2 separate regions of the Sus scrofa genome follow, and region 2 is linked to region 1. A link is a contact called in public HiChIP or PLAC-seq data. All regions are on one chromosome and are shown on one strand. The core of a region is the stretch at or near the end of the contact, and the rest is flanking DNA. Distances in the headings are between cores, read along the strand shown.

What was found. HiChIP or PLAC-seq counts read pairs in DNA pulled down with a chosen protein or histone mark.
Region 2: an H3K27ac HiChIP or PLAC-seq map of skeletal muscle shows a contact between it and region 1. The contact joins two enhancer-like sites. A contact is called at or near these places in 3 of 47 Hi-C or Micro-C datasets (psoas muscle and skeletal muscle) and 1 of 2 datasets of contacts at active chromatin or transcription factors (skeletal muscle).

What each region holds. Positions count from the first base shown.
Region 1 is chr6:157,016,407-157,019,713 of Sscrofa11.1, reverse strand. No RefSeq gene overlaps it. Among named protein-coding and RNA genes, the nearest start is that of USP24, 200 kb to the left of the region's middle. Within about 2 kb of position 1,668, at least 25 of the 83 cell types and tissues checked have an H3K27ac peak or open chromatin away from gene starts, as enhancers often do. A contact at or near this core is called in skeletal muscle, where this site is marked.
Region 2 is chr6:157,092,317-157,095,623 of Sscrofa11.1, reverse strand. The region is part of intron 2 of LOC110261421 (a long non-coding RNA gene); the gene reads left to right. Among named protein-coding and RNA genes, the nearest start is that of USP24, 130 kb to the left of the region's middle. Within about 2 kb of position 1,618, at least 3 of the 83 cell types and tissues checked have an H3K27ac peak or open chromatin away from gene starts, as enhancers often do. A contact at or near this core is called in skeletal muscle, where this site is marked.

The DNA.
Region 1 (3,307 bases), core at 419-2,918:
ATTAATAATTATGGAGTACTGACTATATGAATAATATTGTTAATAGCAATCATTCAGTACTTTCTAAATGAAAGACATTTAAACATTTTTATTTATACTATCAATTGCTACCTGTACAAGACTTATAGTAAGTATAAATGTAATAATCTTTCCCATTATATAGACGTGAAAACTGAGACTCTGATGTGTAAGTGGCTTGCTCAGAGTTACAGAGCTTTTAGGGGGTGGAGCCAGGGCTTGAACTAGGTTTTTTTTTTTTTGTTTGTTTGTTTTTTTGACATAAAGTCTCTTTTTTTGACATCAAGTCTTTTTCTATTAGAACTCCATTGTTGAAGGCACAAGCCCTTTCAACTCACAGCCTTGGGTTGGCTCAGTGCTGAGTCTGAACTCCTTTGATTCTTAGAGTCAATTGGCTGCCACAGAACTGATTTGAAGAGAAAATCCATTTTCCCTGAGGTTGAGGCAACAAGCTTTTCTTCCTGTTTTAGTCAATGAAATCAGGGAGAAAGCCCACAAGAGAGCCGAGGCAGCACCTGCTGACCTTTTTCTAAACAGAAGCCTCTGTTATCCATTTTCCTGGCCTCCACGCCTGACCCAAATCCTGCAGACAAAGTCTTCTCCTTTAGAAACATTGGTATCTTCAGCTGGGTTACGAGCCAGGCCTCCAGGTCTGGAAGCCTTTTCTCCCTCCTTCTCCACGTCTATGTGATGCTCCATGAAAGATGAACATTTTACTTGCACATGATGACTTTTTTTTAGGGCCGTACCTGCGGCATATGGAAGTTCCCAGGCGAGGGGTCGAATCAGAGCTGGAGCTGCCAGCCTATGCCACAGTGTCTGTGACCCACACTGCAGCTCCCAGCAATGCTGGATCCTTAACCCACTGAGCAAAGCCAGGGATCAAACCCACATCCTCATGGATACTAGTCAAGTTCGTTTCTGCTGCGCCACAACAGAAACTCTGATGTGACCTTCTTGTTTTTAGTTTTCCAGTTCTTCAAAGGGGGCAGTATTGGGCAGATTCACTTAGTCTCCAAGACCTGCCTTCACCTTACAGGGTTGTAGTGATAGTGATATAAAGCTTATTACTCTGTAGCCTCCACAGTGACAGGGTAACACTGGCCTTGTCCCCATACGGATCTCCACTTTTTGGCCTGGTGCCTGCATGTAGCAGGTACACAGCAGATCTTTGATGAGTTGTGGTTTGAATGAATGAACCTAGCACACTGGGCATGGCTGGGAGAGCGTGGGCACTCAGCAGCCCCTAGCCACGATGCCCTGTTAGCTTGCCCTCCCCGGTCCTTAGTCTGCATCTCTGTGTGACCAAGGGCTTGCATGCGTTGGCCTCAAGGGTCTCCTCCAGCTCTGACATCTGCGCCTAAATACTCTGTGTCTAAATACTCCTGCAGTGAGCTGGGGCTTGGGGAGGAAAGACGATCTTCCCAGCATGTGACCAGAATCATTTGATGTGTTCTCCATGTGAGACGAGGAGCACGTGTACCCTCCCAGGGCTCCCTCCGCCCCTGCCAGGACCCCATCGGGGCCTCTCGCGCATGGCAGTCCACAACATCTGTCAGAAGCACTCCATGCCAGGATGACTCTTGTCTCAAGTATGTCCTTGGAAAGCTCTGGCAATAGGGAGCCTGCCGGGAGTTTATGTAACTGGTTGAGCGGCCAGAAGAATGTTCGCAAAGGGCTCTGTGACCACTCAGGGTGAATCAACTGCAGGCTGCACGGCAGCGTGCAAACTCCGGGGGACAGAGCATCTGGGTGACAGGGCAGGAAGTTCTATCTCTACGTTTTATATTTATCTTTTATTTCTCTATCTATCTATCTATCTATCTATCTATCTATCTATCTATCTATCTATCTATCCTTTATTCCCCCTAAATGGAAGGGTTTGAGGTAGCTGACCCAAACATATAGAGTATGAGAAATAAAAGAATGAAAAATAAATGAGGAAGTCAGAAGAAGGAAAAACAAGGTTTTCTGGGGGTCCTCTGTTTGTCCCTCCCGATCCACTCTCCACCCTTCTCCGTCCTGCTCTGTGCTCTGGGGCACTGACCTGTGTAGCCTACATCTAGAGCCTCTGTGGCTGTGGCCATGGGTGTGGCCCTGGGCATGACCAACAGGAGATGAGAGGAGAGGGGGTGCTGTCATGAATTTGCATTGGGGTCCTTCTGTGGAGGACATGGATCCTTTCAAGGTGACCTTCTCAACCAGAATCTCTGTTTCTAGACAGGGGAACTGTTCTTTCCCTTGGGACGAGAAACTGGCCTGTGGTCCCTGTGTACCTCCCCTACCTCCAGCCCTCACCTCTGTAAGTAGCCCTCCTGTAAATAAAGCCTGCTTGAATTACACTAATTTCAGAGCACCATATGTTTCCTGTTAGTCTGGACTCCAACTGATACCTAAGGATAGGAAGAAAATGAGAGGCCGGCAGAAATAATACTCATAAACGAAGTAGAAATGGTAGTTCCTGTACATGTGCTCCCTCCAGAAGGCCCATGTGTGCACATGAGATGTATCTGATCCCAAGCTTCCCAGTGACCAAAGCAACAGGACCAGAGGAAGAGACCTATCTCCTCTTCCCGCTAAAGCCTAAATAAAACTCACCATCCCTGCCATGGTGATGCAGTTGTGTGTTGTGGCTTGAGTTTTGTTCCCTCCAGAGATGTGTTCAAGTCCTGTCCCCTCGTGCTTGTGAATGGGACCTTACTTGGAAAAGGGTCTTTGCAGAGGTAATCATCTTAAAATGAGGGCTCATCCTAATCCAATGACTGGGGTCCTTATAAGAAGAGGGAACCGTGGACCCAGGGAACATCAAGTGAAGATGGAGGCAGAGGTGGGGGTGGTGTGCAACCACCAGAAACTAGGCAGGGGACTGGGACAGATTCTCCCTGTTCTCCCCAAGAAACAACCCTGTTGACAGGGTTGGCTGTTTGTTTTTAGATTTCTACCCTCTGGAATTGTCAGAGAAGAAGCTGCTGTTGTTTTTAGCCAACATGTTTGCGGTTCATTCACTATGGCAGCCCTAAGGAAACTCATGCATCTTGATTTGGCAGCAAGGCTCTTCATGACCTGGACTTGCCTACCTTTCTAGAGTCATCTCCTACCACTTACCAGCTTACCCTTTCAGCTCTGGTTCTCACATATATACTGTGGTCTTTGGTATTTCTGAGTCTTTGGCTTTGTTCTTATTGCTGCCTGGAATGCCTTTTCTACTCTACTAGACTTGGCTAAAGTTTTTTCACTCTTGGGCAATCAGCCTCAGGCATTACTTTCTCCAGGAGACCATCCCTCTCTC
Region 2 (3,307 bases), core at 369-2,868, 76 kb before region 1:
ATCCTGACCTCCCTTTGGCAGCCTCATCTCAAGGCCTGGCAGAACCCCCAGAACGGATCTTTCTCCTGGCCCCCAGCAAGGCTCTTCGCTGACTTCCAAACATGTGTGACTAGTTTGGCCATCTGAGCCCGAGGCCCCTCAGCAAGGGGGTGGGGGCCTTGCTGGGGTGGGTCTTCCTCCACCTTGCACACTTGTCATGGCTTCCAGCTGAGTCACGTACCTGGTCCTCCTGCAGGACCCCTTCCCCAGGGCTCTTCCAACACTGCGAGGAGGTGGGTGAGGGTCCATCCTTATTTGAGACCGAATGCTGTGCCTGTTTTCCAGGTTGGGAGGGGCTGGTGCTTTGCCTAGGGCCTCCCGCCCACAGCCACTTGTGAGTTATGTAACCTTGGACAGCTATTCTGTTTGCCTTGAACCTCAGCTTCTTCGTCTGTATAATGGGGATAGTTATTGTTGTTTCATACCAGTCAGTTACCACACACTTATTGAGGGCATTATTCTGCATGCCATGCGCTGGAGACATGAAGATGAACTACAACTAGTCCCTGCCTCAAAGTTGGTGATACTTCTGGATGAGAAAGAACATGAAAGTAAGTGCCAAGCCCCAGGCCGGGCATCCAGAAAGAACATGAAAGTAAGTGCCAAGCCCCGGGCTGGGCATCCAGAACACGGAAATAACTGAGACTTGAAGTTCAGACATGCATGGCTTGAATTCCAGTTCTGATAGAAGTTGCTGTGTGGCCTTGGACAAGACATGGTTTCTGGTCCGCAGCTCCCTCACCTGTATGATGGGGAGGTTTGACTAGATTATCTTTTTTTTTTTTTCCCTCTGACATTCTATGATTGTATAAAATTATCAAGCTGGAAATGAAAAAGAGAAAATCATTGATATTTGGTCACTTGATGTCGTGTGTCAGCACCCAGTAGGTGCTGTGGCACCCATAATTCTCTCTTGGAAATTCTACACTGAAGACATTTTGGGAAGTCCTTTGCACTCTTGAGAAGAAAGCCTTTAGTGGCCTAGCACTTAGTGGCTGAGTGACTTCAAACAAATCACTCAGTGTCTCTGAACCTCCATTGCCTGTCATAAAATTGTGGACTTTTCTTCGTTGTAAGAATTAGAGATGGCCTGGGTGAAGTGCTGGGCACGGTAGACCCTCACCGTGTAGTCCTCCGGTCCAGCAGACTGGGTCCCTGACCCAGTGGTCTCTGCAGGGCCTCTCCAGATCCTCTGTGTTTGTTGAATAAATGAGTAGGTTTCACGGTTATGCTTTGTGACTTAGGCCCCATATGAGCATGTTTTCCTCTTTTGTAGGTGGCGTATAACAGGGAAATGGAAAGAACTTTAGACTCAGATGCAGGCCTGAGATATGGGTTATGTAGGGTGGATCCCACACATGAATTCTAAGTCCTTGGGCAAGTTGTGGTCCATCTTAGAACCTCAGCACCCCAGTTACCTCTGATGCAAATTGTCCTGCCTGTCTTGTTGGGTTCCAAGGTGCTCCAGAGAATCTGCGGCTGTGGAACGACTCTTGTAAACTCTGAAATGCTATCCCATGTAGGGTTGCTGTTGCCAGCAGTGGTTTGCAGAGGGCCATGAAGCTGCTGACATCTACCATTTGGCATTGGCTTGGAGGAAGGTCAGATGGTCCAGGGCTCAGGCGTGCAAACTGCTGGGATTTCACAGGCTGGAAACATCATCAGGAGATGCAAGTTGACCTCTCTTTGTCCCCAGGGGCACAATGTGCTTGGCTCACTGTCTTTATGGATGTTGGTGAAGCATTTATGCAGCACAAACAAGGCTTCCAGAGCATCCTAAAGCAATGCTAACTTTTGTACAGGGCTTCACAGTTTGCATATCATCTTTATAGCTATGTCATTTGGATTTCACAAAGGAAGGATTGATTAATACACCCATTTTACAGATGGGGAAACAGGCCCAGAGGCCCATTTGTTGAGCTTTTATCATGTGCCAGACATTGTACTAGGTGTTCTGTTTGTTTCCTTTTTTTTTTTTTTTTTGTCTTTTTATGGCTGCACCTGTGGCATATGGACGTTCCCAAGCTAGGGGTCGAATTGGAGCTCCAGCTGCCAGCCTACACCATAGCCACAGCAATGCTAGATCCGAGCCTCTTCTGTGACCTACACCACAGCTCATGGCAGTACTGAATTCTTAACCCACTGAGTGAGGCCAGGGATCAATCCTGCATCCTCATGGTTGCTATTCGGATTTCATACTGCTGAGCCACGACAGGAACTCCTTCCTCTTTAATCTTTATGAAGGATTTGAAGATGTAGAAACTGAGGCTTAGGAATGTCAGGTAATTTGTTCAAGGTCACACTGTGTATAAGATAGGGTAAGAGTTAAGATGCTCTAACAGAGACCTCAAAATACCATCGCTAAAACCAGATCCAAGTGGGCTGCTCTCTCATGTAACAGTTTAGAGGCACGTGCGTGGAGCGGCCACACATAACTCTGCCCTGTGAGCTACCTGTGTTCCTTCTCGTTTTGTCATTAGATACTCTGTTCGCCTTGAACCTCGGTTTCTTCATCTGTATAATGGGACCACACATAACTCTGCCCTGTGAGCTACCTGTGTTCCTTTTCGTTTTGTCATTAGAGTGTTGTCTTGTCCACTTGGTTGAAGCTGCTTGGCCACCACCACGTATGTGTTCCAGTCCATGGGAAAGTGAGAAAGTGAAGGGTGGGAAGTTTCCATTTACAATGTCTTGGCGAGAATATAGCCACACCAGGCTACAAAGGAGCCTGGGAAATGTAGCCACAAGCCAGGTGGCCATTTGCCCATCCCAAACTCAGAGAGGGGAGGTGTTCTGCCAATGCCTATCTGGCCATCTCTGCTAATACACAGTGAGTGGTGGAGCTGGGTTTTGAACATAGGTCTTTCTGCTCTTTCCATCCCTCCACACGTGTTGGGGAAGAGGGCAGATTGCTTCCCTGACTTCCGCTTCTCTCTAGTATCCCAACATCCTGGTCCATATTGTCACCTGTTACTATTAGTATAAATAAAGTATAACCAGGCATTTACTGTGTGCCAAACACAAAGTGCCTTTCATGCACTGCTTCAGTTAGTCTTCAATGAGAGTGAAAGTCTTTGTGTAGGGATCTCTAAAGGTCCAGCTGATCTGAAATGCTTGGTGACCCTGGGTGTGGGGATGTGTAGTCTGGCTTCTCAGCTCCTCCCTGCAGTTGTCATTGTTTAAGAGCTTGGGGTCTGTATAGGTCTTTCAAAGTTAGGGCACTTTCAGATGATGGACTGTTATCCAGCCAGCACAAAGACAAGGAAGA